Regions from separate parts of the Sus scrofa genome. Here all the other regions are linked to region 2. The links are chromatin contacts, called in public HiChIP or PLAC-seq maps. All regions are on one chromosome and are shown on one strand. The core of a region is the stretch at or near the end of the contact, and the rest is flanking DNA. Distances in the headings are between cores, read along the strand shown.

The links. HiChIP or PLAC-seq counts read pairs in DNA pulled down with a chosen protein or histone mark.
Region 1: a contact with region 2 is called in an H3K27ac HiChIP or PLAC-seq map of alveolar macrophages. The contact joins the promoter of POGLUT1 here to the promoter of HCLS1 in region 2. A contact is called at or near these places in 2 of 2 datasets of contacts at active chromatin or transcription factors (alveolar macrophages and skeletal muscle).
Region 3: an H3K27ac HiChIP or PLAC-seq map of alveolar macrophages shows a contact between it and region 2. The contact joins the promoter of MAATS1 here to the promoter of HCLS1 in region 2. A contact is called at or near these places in 2 of 2 datasets of contacts at active chromatin or transcription factors (alveolar macrophages and skeletal muscle).

Annotation. Positions count from the first base shown.
Region 1 is chr13:140,791,528-140,795,323 of Sscrofa11.1, forward strand. It overlaps POGLUT1 (protein O-glucosyltransferase 1), which reads right to left and starts at 2,118. Exons shown (of 11, transcript XM_021070325.1): 1 at 1,921-2,118; 2 at 1,127-1,217. The coding sequence starts at 2,005.
Region 2 is chr13:138,850,505-138,853,911 of Sscrofa11.1, forward strand. It overlaps HCLS1 (hematopoietic lineage cell-specific protein), which reads left to right and starts at 1,883. Exons shown (of 14, transcript XM_013980963.2): 1 at 1,883-2,050.
Region 3 is chr13:140,564,381-140,568,325 of Sscrofa11.1, forward strand. It overlaps MAATS1 (cilia- and flagella-associated protein 91), which reads right to left and starts at 2,596. Exons shown (of 18, transcript XM_003132654.4): 1 at 2,327-2,596. The coding sequence starts at 2,450.

The DNA.
Region 1 (3,796 bases), core at 868-3,367, 1.9 Mb after region 2:
GCCATAGGTGGGGAGGGAGTGGGGTGGATTGGGGTTAATAGATGCAAACTATTGCCTTTGGAATGGATTAGCGATGAGATCCTGCTGTGTAGCACTGGGAACTATGTCTAGTCACTTATGATGGCGCATGACAATGTGAGAAAAAAGAATGTATATATGTATGTGTAGTTGGGTCATCATGCTGTACAGAAAAAAAAATTGTATTGGGGAAATAAAAAATGTAAAAAAATAAGAAGACAACACTTACTGTAACAATAAAAGTATTAATTTTTTTTTTTTTTTTTTTTGTCTTTTTGCTATTTCTTTGGGCAGCTCCCACGGCATATGGCGGTTCCCAGGCTAGGGGTCAAATCGGAGCTGTAGCCACCTGCCTACACCAGAGCCACAGCACGCGCAGGATCCGAGCCGAGTCTGCAACCTACACCACAGCTCAAGACAACGCCGGATCGTTGTTAACCCACTGAGCAAGGGCAGGGACCGAACCCTCAACCTCATGGTTCCTAGTCGGATTCGTTAACCACTGTGCCACGACGGGCACTCCTAATTTTAAGGTACATTTTGATTTCTGGAGGGAATATTAAAAAAACTAGTAACAATGGTTACCTCCAGGGCAAGTAAATAGCGTGAGCCAGGAGTTGGAGAAAACTTACTTTTCACTTTTGTAAATGCCCTTTTGAACTTTATAAATTTTATACCATGTATATATATGAAAAAATATACAGCCAACAGGAAACATACGATTTGATTCATTCAAATATACATTCATTCCTTCAACAATATTTAGTTAAGTACTTACTGAGAGCCAGCACCAGGAATACAGCAGTGAATATAAGACAGAGGCCTTGACCTCAAGAAGCTTTTGGTTCAGTGGGGAAGGCAGACAAATACATGTGCTAACTCCTACAGGAAGTTAACAAGCAATGCTAAGACCACTTTGGCCTTTCCCATCCCAGGGCATTTTTATTCCCTAGAAATGTGAAAACCACCTCAGGGACCCTCAAAACATCTGTCTGCTCTCAAAGCATGCTTGGCTCTCTGACAGCAACTAAGGTCTTTCTGGGATCTTAGGGCATTTCCTCCTGACAAGATCTAAATACTCTAAAACACATCAAAGAAAAGAACTCACCCATGGTAGCAGCTGCAGTTTTGACTTGAACATGGTTCATAATTTTCCAAAGCTCTGTTAATTTGGTCAATAAGTACTTTCCATTTCGAACCTTCAAAAAGTGAAGTAAATGAAGGTTAACAAAACATCCCTGAGCATTCTTATTCACTTGCGGCACACAGGCAGAACCAAAAGAAGGCCCAAACTTGTAGACACCCCTTTTCCATCCCACTGGTGAAATGAACCTCCAGGAAGGATTCATTCTATAGCTCTCCAGCACTCAGGTCAGGTCTGCTCCTCTACTCAGGCTGCCAGGTATACAAGAAATGGGAAAATTTCCAAGCTTAATTCTTGGCACCTAGGTTATGGATAAGCTGGTGACATGGATTCTCACCTTTTACTAATCAAACTGAGCCTCATAAAGGGGGTTGATTAAAAGCCGCAGGCATTAACCCTCCCTTCGAACACACACACACAAGTTATCCCCCAACGTGTGTTAGGGAGCTACAAGGTAGCCCAGCGTGGGACACACTCGCTGTGGAGGAACAGGGGCATACCCTCTCCTCCCAACTATCACTCCGAATTCCAGAGGATGGGTTACTCTCCAGGGTCCTGGGCAGAAGCCGCGCTAGACACCCAGACGCAATCTCTCTCCGCTCTGAGGCGCCCGGGTGCTCCCTGCCCAGCTCTGCGCCACCGCGACCACAGCAGAAGCCGGGCGCCAGCCGCACCGGGAGCGAGGGGAGCGGGAGAGCGCTTGGCACCGGGCCAGACCCTGAGCCCCAGCGGCGGGCTCGGCGCCGCCCAGAGCGCACCTGACTCCTTTTGGCGGCCCGGCACCGGGAGCAGGAGGAGCAACAGCAGCCACAACCGAAGATGTGAGAGCGCCCACCGCTCCATCGCCAGCCGACCCACTGCGGAGGCCCCGCCGCTGCGCCGGCGGAAGCGCAGCCCCGCACAAAGATGGCCGTGGAGCCGCACCACGTGGGTGGAGAGCCGCCCAACGCAGAGGCTGCTGCTCGCTGCTCAGCCTCCGGGTACCGGTTCCCTGCGAAGGCGGAGCGGGGAAGCTGGGCCCTCCCCGGGGAGTTAACCAACGCCTAGTGCGGTGCGGCGGGACGCGATTTTTCTACTCGTCTGTTGAAAGCCGAGCTTTATATGTTCAGAGCTGCATCTTTGCGAATAGAGTGAAATCCTCTCCCCGACCCTCCGCCCCAGCTCGCTCGCCCTCAGATAAAATCGGATCCTAGGAGCGAATGAATAAATGGTACGCCCCTCCTCCCCGGTAAAATGTCTAATATTTGTTCGTTACATTTTATAACATCTTGAACACAGTCTCACAGCCCCAAAACTGAAGGTCAGAGAGGATACCATTTTCCGCCCACAGATCCGCCTTTAAGTGGCAAAATTTAGGCTAGAAGTTCCTTCCACAACCTCAAACTGGTTCTTATTAAATAGTATAGATTTGTTGAACCCCTGAATGTCTACAGCACTGTTAGAGCCCAAAAGGTTGCAGACAATATATAGCACACATCTCTTTGTAATAACTATTTATAAGTGTTTGGGTGACTTGGAAAAACAAAACAAAACAATGGGCAACATACCATACAGTGTATGTATATAGCTCTATATGGTATATAAAGAAAAGCGTAGATATATATATATATACAGTGATCATACAAATAGAAGTATGTATCCATTGTGTAAAATGTGCATAGTGACACTCTAGGCTCTGTGGAAAAACGTGGAAGTACAAGATGAGATCTGTGCCCCGAAGTTTAGAACTAGCCAGAAGAAAAATATGACTTCCCCAGAGATAATTTACAACTTAAGGCAGTATCTAAATGCTACTGGTTTCAGCAGACGGAAAGATCAATTTGAACTGGAATACTGAAGAAAGGGGGCAGGAAGGGTGCATTCCAGGCTGAAGAAAAGGAGAATGCTGGAGATGCTGAAAAAGGGGAGCAGCCATAATTTGCACATGGGAGTAGAACCTAGGCTGATGGTAGTGGAGGATTTAGGATACATCTTAAGGAACGTTGGAAGGTAAAATAATGTTGATTAGCTAGGAATGGGCTATGTAACTCATTCTGCATGAGTAAGCAAGAGAAGAAAATGAATCATTAACACTGCATCTTAAAAGGCTTCTTCAGGAATCCAAATGAAACTTAAATCAATTTTTTCTACTTCCAGGAAGGTGTACAGTAGTTCAAATGAATGTTTCATCAAAAGCACATAAGACTGTGTACTACATAGATTAAACACAATAACCTTTACTTTCAAAGTTACTTTAAAATGAATATACTGGAGAACAATTATAAAAACCCCAATAAAATAGCTTATTTCCATAATTATTGCTTTCTGTGATCAGAACAAAACAGAAATCATTTTGTGTTATAATGTCTTTGAAATGAAAATAAATCAGTGTTTTCTGCAAATTTACAATGTTTATCTTTGCAGTGAGAGATTGGGAGGTAAGTGAGCCCTATACACAGAAGGAATAAGCTGCACCTGAATCTAAACAATACTTGTTTCATTTCCTTAAGAGGTGAGGTGTTTTACTCCAGTGGTTCCTATATGTGAATGGGTGCTAGAATTCTTCTGGGACTTAAGAAACCCACAGATTTCTAGGTCCTAGGCCAGCCACTAATTTAAAATGCAAACAGTATAGTTTAAAAGACCCTCCATGTT
Region 2 (3,407 bases), core at 633-3,132:
ATGTACCACATCCTCTTTATCCATTCCTCTCTTGATGGACGCAGGTTGCTTCCATGTCTTGGCTAATGTAAATAGTGCTGCAGTGAACATTGGAATGCACGTATCTTTTCAAATTATGGTTTTCTCCAGATATATGCCCAGCAGTGGGATTGCTGGATCACATGGTAGTTATATATTTAGGGTTTTTTTTTTTAATTCATGTGTTTGTTTTTTTAAGTTTTATTGAGGTATAGTTAATTTACAAGTTTGTGAAAATTTCTACTGTATGACAAAGTGACCCAGTCATGCACATATCCATTCTCTCAGATTCTTTTCCCACATAGATTATCACAGAATACTAGGTAGAGTTCTCTGTGCTATACAGCAGATCCCTGTTGGCCAGTCATTCTGTATACTTCCGTGTGCACATGCCAGTCCTAAGCCTCCAGTCCATTTCTCCCACCCCCGCAACCTGTCTCCTTTGGTAACCATGAGTTGTTCAAGTCTGTGGGTCTGTTTCTGTTCTGCAAATAAGTTCATTTGTATCCTTTTTTTAGATTCCACATATAGGTGAGGTGATGTTTGTTCTTCACTGTCTGACTAACTTCCCTTGAGTTTCTAGGTCCATCCGTGTTGCTGCAAATGGCATTATTTCATTCTTTTTATGCTGAATAATATTCCATTGTATATGTACCACATCTTTATCCATTCCTCTGTCGATGAACATTTAGGTTGCTTCCATGTCTTAGCTATTATAAACAGTGCTTCAATGAACATTTGGGTGCATATATCTTTTTGAATGATGGTTTTCTCTGGATAGATGCCTAGGAGTGGGATTGCTGGATCATATGGTAGTTCTATTTTTAGTTTTTTGAGGACCTCCATACTGTTTTCCATAGTAGTTGCACCAATGTGCATTCCCACCAACAGTGTAAAAAAAGAGAGAGGACTCAAATCAATTAAATTAGAAATGAAAAAGAAGTTACAGCAGACATCACAGAAATACAAAGGATCATAAGAGACTACTACAAGAAGCTATATGCTAATAAAAATGGACAACTTCGAAGAAATGGACGAATTTTTAGAAAGGTACAATCTTCCAAGAATAAACCAGGAAGAAATAGAAAAGATGCATGGACCAATCACAAGTACTGAAATTGAAGCTGTGATTAAAGAACTTCCAACAAACAAAAGTCCAGGACCAGATGGCTTCACAGGCGAATTCTATCAAAAATTTAGAGAAGAGTTAACACCTATCCTGAAACTATTCCAAAAAATGGCAGAGGAAGGAACACTCTATATTTAGTTTTTTTTAAGGAATCTCCAAACTGTTCTCCATAGTTCCAAACCCCAGTTGTAAGTAATGTGAGTGATATAGAAATTGCGTTTCTTCTTAAATCTTACCCTTCAGGGTGTTCCCTTGTGGCGCAGCATGTTAAGGATCTGGTGTTGTCGCTGCAGCAGCTCAGGATGCTCTTGTGGCACAGGTTCAGTCCCTGGCCTGGGAACATCTATATGCTATGAGAACGGCAAAAAAAAAAAAAAAAAAAAAAAAAAAAAAAAAGGAAAAGAAATCTTACCATGTTAAGATTGATTTTTGAAAATGTGAAAATTCACATAAAAATTAGTTTTTCCATTAAGTCTTTAGCCCATACCAAATTCTCAAAATTTCTTTGCTATAAGCAGATGCAATTGCCCACCTATTTTGGAAACAAATTTTCTTCAATGGTCTTATGTATTTTCTGGTTGAATGTTTTGCTTCCCTGACCAGATTATAAACTCTGAGAGTTCATTTTTTTATGACCTCTGAGACCCTCAAAGCCTTGCAAAAGAGCAAGCACCAAGCATTTAATCCTTTTTTATTTAAGTGCCTAAGCAGAAGGAACTGACTCAAACTTCAGGAAGTAGCTGTGAGGACAGGGTGGCAGGAAATGACAGAAAACCTGAATACGGAACTGAAGCAGCAGCTCAGAATTTCTTGCTCTGAAGTCGCAGCAGCTAGAGAGGAGCTGAGTGTCGCTGTGAGGAGCTGAGAGCTGAGAGCTGAGAGCAAACGCTTGCACGGTTGAAGGTGAGTTGTCCGAGCAGTGGGAAAGTTGGGGGGCACAGGACAAGAGTTGAAGTGAGAGGACCCTGCCTGGCTCTTAGTCTTTGCTGAGAGGCCAAGTCACTGCTAGTCGGCTTTTCACCTTTTATGGCCAGAAGTCCAGGGTGTGGGTGGTTGTGGGTAATGAGCATCTGGGGATAGAAGCAGAAGGAGGAGGCTGGAGCTCAGGGAACAGGATTTAGCAGCCCTCGACCACCCCTGGTTTCTGCTGACAATTCACGGCCCTCTCTAAGGCCCCTTGCTCCTAGGTACTGAGTTGGGAGGTGAAGACAGTCTGTGCCCTCGGAGGGTGTGTGAGCTAGCAGAGCCAAAACCCACGGGAGACACTGCAACAGATCCGGAAGTAGTAGTTGCTAATATACACCAGTGCTGAGATCCAAGTGCTAAAATGAAGGCATGGTGGTTCCACGAGGGCAGGTTTCTATGAATGTTGGATCATAGAGTCCCGGGGTGTCAGAATGGAGGGGACTTGATGGATTCGCAAGGATAACCTCTTTGTTTCTTTTCCATTGGGAAAAACAGTATCAGGGATGTTCAATGATTTACCAAATTGTTTTCATTGATATTTGTCATTTGCTTAGGCTGGTACCTGGCAAATAAGTACATATGGTCTCTATGTTGACTTCCTGGTCTCTTCTGATTCCCAGTCTGTGTACTTTTCTGAGGCAGCCTCATGATGAAGCCTTGACATCCTGGACTCCAGGCCTCACCACGTTACTCTGGATTCCACCTCTAGATAACATGTATGGGCTTCCTTATTTCTGACCAGTAGCTCAAGGATACTAAATTGCCTGTGTCAGAAAGCCTGCCCTTTGTTTCAAAAGTACATGAGGATGGGAGGCTTATGGGAGAGTAAGGCTGAGGCCTGAACAGCAGGAAAGAAGCCGGGACCATTGGTCCTCCATGCTGCTTCTCAGCCCACGGATACTTCAAAAACTTCTATTTTCCAGTTTTCTATGTGAAGTCCTTTTGTGGCAGAGTGGCCCAAAAGCCAGGACTAGAGGTGTTAGCTTCATGGTCCCCATCCATTGTTGTTACCCCACAGGGGAAGGCAGGGCTACTCTCAGCAATGACTCATCCCACTGTCCAGCTGACTTGGTCAGTACTTCCCCAGTGTCCTCTTTGCATCTCATTAACCAGTCTACCCTCGAATTCCTCTTGTTCTGGTTTCCAAGGGGTTTTTCAAAGAGCTGGAGTAGGTTGGAGTTTTCAAGTGGAATGCAAATCAGAGAGGCTGAGTGCCTGGCTGGAGAGACAGGAGGGTCCTAGGAGTGGTTGTAAGAGGGGCTCCTTTAAGAGATAGGAAAGAGTGTGGGGAAGG
Region 3 (3,945 bases), core at 1,346-3,845, 1.7 Mb after region 2:
AATGATGAGAGAGAAGGAGTATTTCAAAACCCAAGAGAGGAGTTCCCATTGTGGCTCAAAGGTAACAAGCTGACTGGTATCCATGAGGATGTCAGTTCAACCCCTAGCCCAACTCAGTGGGTTAAGGATCCAGCATTGCTGTGGGCTGTGGTGTAGGTTGCAGACAAGGCTCGGATCCTGCATTGCTGTGGTATAGGCCAGCAGCTACAGCTCTGATTTGACCCCTAGCCTGGGAATTTCCATATGTGGCAGGTGCAGGCCTAAAAAAACAAAAAAACCTCTTTAATTAGCAGGGCAGTAGTATGGCTACTAATCCATCAACAAATGTAGATTCAGGGAAGTATTATGGGCACTTCAAGGGAGGTGCTTGAGAATACAAAGTATTACATAAAGTGAAATGCAAAATTGTATATAAATGAGGCAAAATTTATAAAAGAAGGATGTTAACTGTTAAGCAGTACACAAATGTAAGTGATCAGTATGTATTCTCAGGGCCAGGAAAGAGCTACCCTAAAGATTCCTATCCAAAAAAGACCCTTGGAATCCCAGAAGAGATACCACATGGTTAAAAGTAATACAAGGTTCACTGAGTTCCTGGTCGCTCAGTAGATTATGGACTCGCCATTGTCACTAGGGTTCAATCCCTGGCCTGGGATCTTCTATATACCGCTGGCATAACCAAAAAAAAAAAAAAGTAATATAAGGTTCAGGTCAAGAGGGGCGAAACTGGGAAAAATCATGCTTTATTGATTATAATTACTATAGTGGTAAATTGAATAATTCAATAAATAATTCATAATAAAGTATGAAGCACCTAACATATGTACCAGAACTGGAATAGATACTGAGAAGCTACAAAAATGTATAGTAGAAGAGCTTCAGAACTCAGGGAACTTATGGTCCAGTAAAAGATCCAGAACCTAAATGAACAATCAGAGCATTAAAATAAACTGGGGCTGGAGTTCCCGTCGTGGCACAGTGGTTAACAAATCCGACTAGGAACCATGAGGTTGAGGATTCGATCCCTGCCCTTGCTCAGTGGGTTGACGATCCGGCGTTGCCGTGAGCTGTGGTGTAGGTTGCAGACGTGGCTCGGATCCCACGTTGCTGTGGCTCTGGCGTAGGCTGATGGCTACAGCTCGGATTAGACCCCTAGCCTGGGAACCTCCATATGCCGTGGGAGCGGCCCAAGAAATGGCAAGAAGACAAAAATAAATAAATAGATAAATAAACTGGGGCTTTACTGGCCCAAAGGACCTAGTGGACATAGTTTATAAACAATACTTTAATGGTTAAGAATAAGCTTGAAGAAAAGAGAAAGCTAAAAACAAAGATGAAATAAACTGGCCCTTCCTTACCTAGATGCCAAATTTGGAAGAGGCCAGAGAATGAGAACTGGAAGGGCATTTTATGCAGTTTGAATGTGGGAGTGTTGAGTCAGTCTCTGAAACCAAGCAGGATGCTATAGGGCTCCTTGATGGATACAAATCCTTTGTGTGCCCCCAACCCCCCCCTCCTTCTTGTTTGTAGGAAATAGGCTTCATATAGCCTCCTTGACCTTACCTGAGTTTCAAAGAGCAGATTCAAACAGTGGATAATGAGAAAGGAGGGGATGCAGAGACAAGTCAGGAGAAGTCAAGAAACACTACTGCAGCCTTGGGGCAAGATCCTGGTTCCTCCTCAAGAAATATACAGAACATTATCTTTGAGCTCTTCTGCAGAACTAAGGCCCCCACCCAGGTGATCCAGATGGCAATTTCAACACAAGATGGCTGAAGCATCCCTCTGTGACCTCAGGAAAAAAAGTCACATACCCTTCAGCCTTCACCCTAAATATTGCTATTGAAAACTTTTTCCCCAAAACCATCAGGGATTTCGGGGGGGTTTGAACCAAGCCACTCTTGCTTGGCCCTACAGTAAACCTTTTTCTTTTGGTTTGTTTGACCTCACTGTGAGTGGAGCACCCAAACTTTCTTCAGTAACATTTCCAAGTATGCAAATCATTGGGTACTGTATGGGATACCAAAACTCCAGTAACGGGTTTCAGAAAGATTGCTTTGGGCTGTGCAAATTATCAAGAAAAGCGGGTGAAGAAGAGTCAGGTGTTCCCTACCCCTGCTCCAAGACGCAGCTCACCTGAGTCTTCAGAGATGCCCTAGAGTGCACCACCCAGAGGGCTTGGAGCTGCCCATCCAAGACAAGACAAGGGATCTGTCCTGAGGCCAGTCTTTCCTCCGCTGAGCCTCCTGGCCAGGTCCCACCATCTTCAAAGCCCATCTGTCCCAGGAGTCTACAACTCAGGAGGGAGATCTGGAGCCGCCCTTACCATACAGGAAATCATACGTTCGACTAGCGGAGACGTTGCCCCAGGTCCCCGACTTCCCTCTGCACTGGGTTTGAGACATCTGAGGTTTGGCCTGGGGCTCGGTGATGGTCACAACATGACTCATGGTGCCGGCTCTGCCCTGCAGTCAGCCAGGACCAACTTGAGAGACCTAGCTGTTGTGTGGACAGTAGCTATGGTAACCCCCTGGAAGAGCGGAAACGAAGGGCGGAGCGAGGACAGCACGCAAGCGGAGAAGGGAAGAGCGGAACTAGCATGAGAGGGGAGGAGCCGAGTGACAAGGACGGGGCGGGACGAGGGTCAGGAAAGGCGGGCTGGATGAAGAACCTGGGCGGGGCTAGTGAAGGGAGGGGCGCGGGGCTGGCGACCGGGAGGAAGACGGGGGGATTGCAGGAAGGCGTGGGGCGTGGCGCAGGGGCGGGAGGACAGGAAGTGTGCAGAGGGAAGGAGCGGGAGGGGTGGAGAAAGGGGTTGGGAGGAAAGGACAGCACTCAGAAGGAAAAAGGGGAAAGTAGTAGGCCGGGGGAGGATCTGCTACACTGCCCGCTTCATTCCAGAGGCCAAGCCTTGAGTTTTCAGTTGTACATCCAGGATCAATGCGCGGGGCCCGCAGGCTGGGGAAAAGGCTACTGCTCAAATCCAGCAGTGATTTGCCGGTTTCACTCCGCGACCTCTTTCGGAAATCCCTGGGAAATCTCAGAAAAAAATAGTCGGGGGCTTTCCTTTCGGACATCCCCTTTCCGCGGGGCTTTTTCTGCTAGCTGAGAAAGCTCCTAAACGTTGGACTTTGACACTCTATGAACCCTTGCCCTGGGAATCAGGATTTGGGGTGGGGTGGGTAGTTAGTAACTGTTGATCTGCATTCTGCTACCCCTTTCTGAGCCCTGGGCACTAATTAAATCAGCCGAAGATGATGTGGTGTATTCCGCACTGACTTGCTTTTTAAAACTACTTATTATGGAAATGTCTGTTTTTGTTTTTGTTTCAGGGCCGCAACAGCGGCATATGGAGGTTCCCAGGCTAGGGGTCCAATCCGAGCTACAGCCACGCCTATGCCTATGCCACAGCCACGCAGGATCCAAGCAGGGTCTGCTATCTACACCACAGCTCACAGCAACACCTGATCCTCAACCCACTGAGAGAGGCCAGGGATCAAACAGCAACCTCATGGTTACTAGTCGGATTCGCTGCATCACAACAGGACTCTGGAAATGTCTTAACATAGGCAAGAGTGAATCCACTTTTAGTAATGAGCTGGCGCTAATCATCACGGAGTAAATAATTATCAAGAATTTGCCAGTCCAGTTTCACCTGTCTACTATCTCCTTTTGCTTGAGCATTTTCAAATCCCAGACATTATTTTACCCTTAATCTGCATCTCAAACTGATACAGATTTTTAACATAATTGCCATTATCAAATCTAACAAAATTAATAATTCCTTTATATTTAAAATTTAGTATATATTCAAATTTCCCTGATTGAGTCCAAGATTTTTTTTTCTGATCAAAAGATCTAAAAAATTCTTTACACTTTATTTTGGTATCTCAGGATTTTCATCTAGAACAGTGAATTTCTAATATCTTCAACAATTTCCTTCTT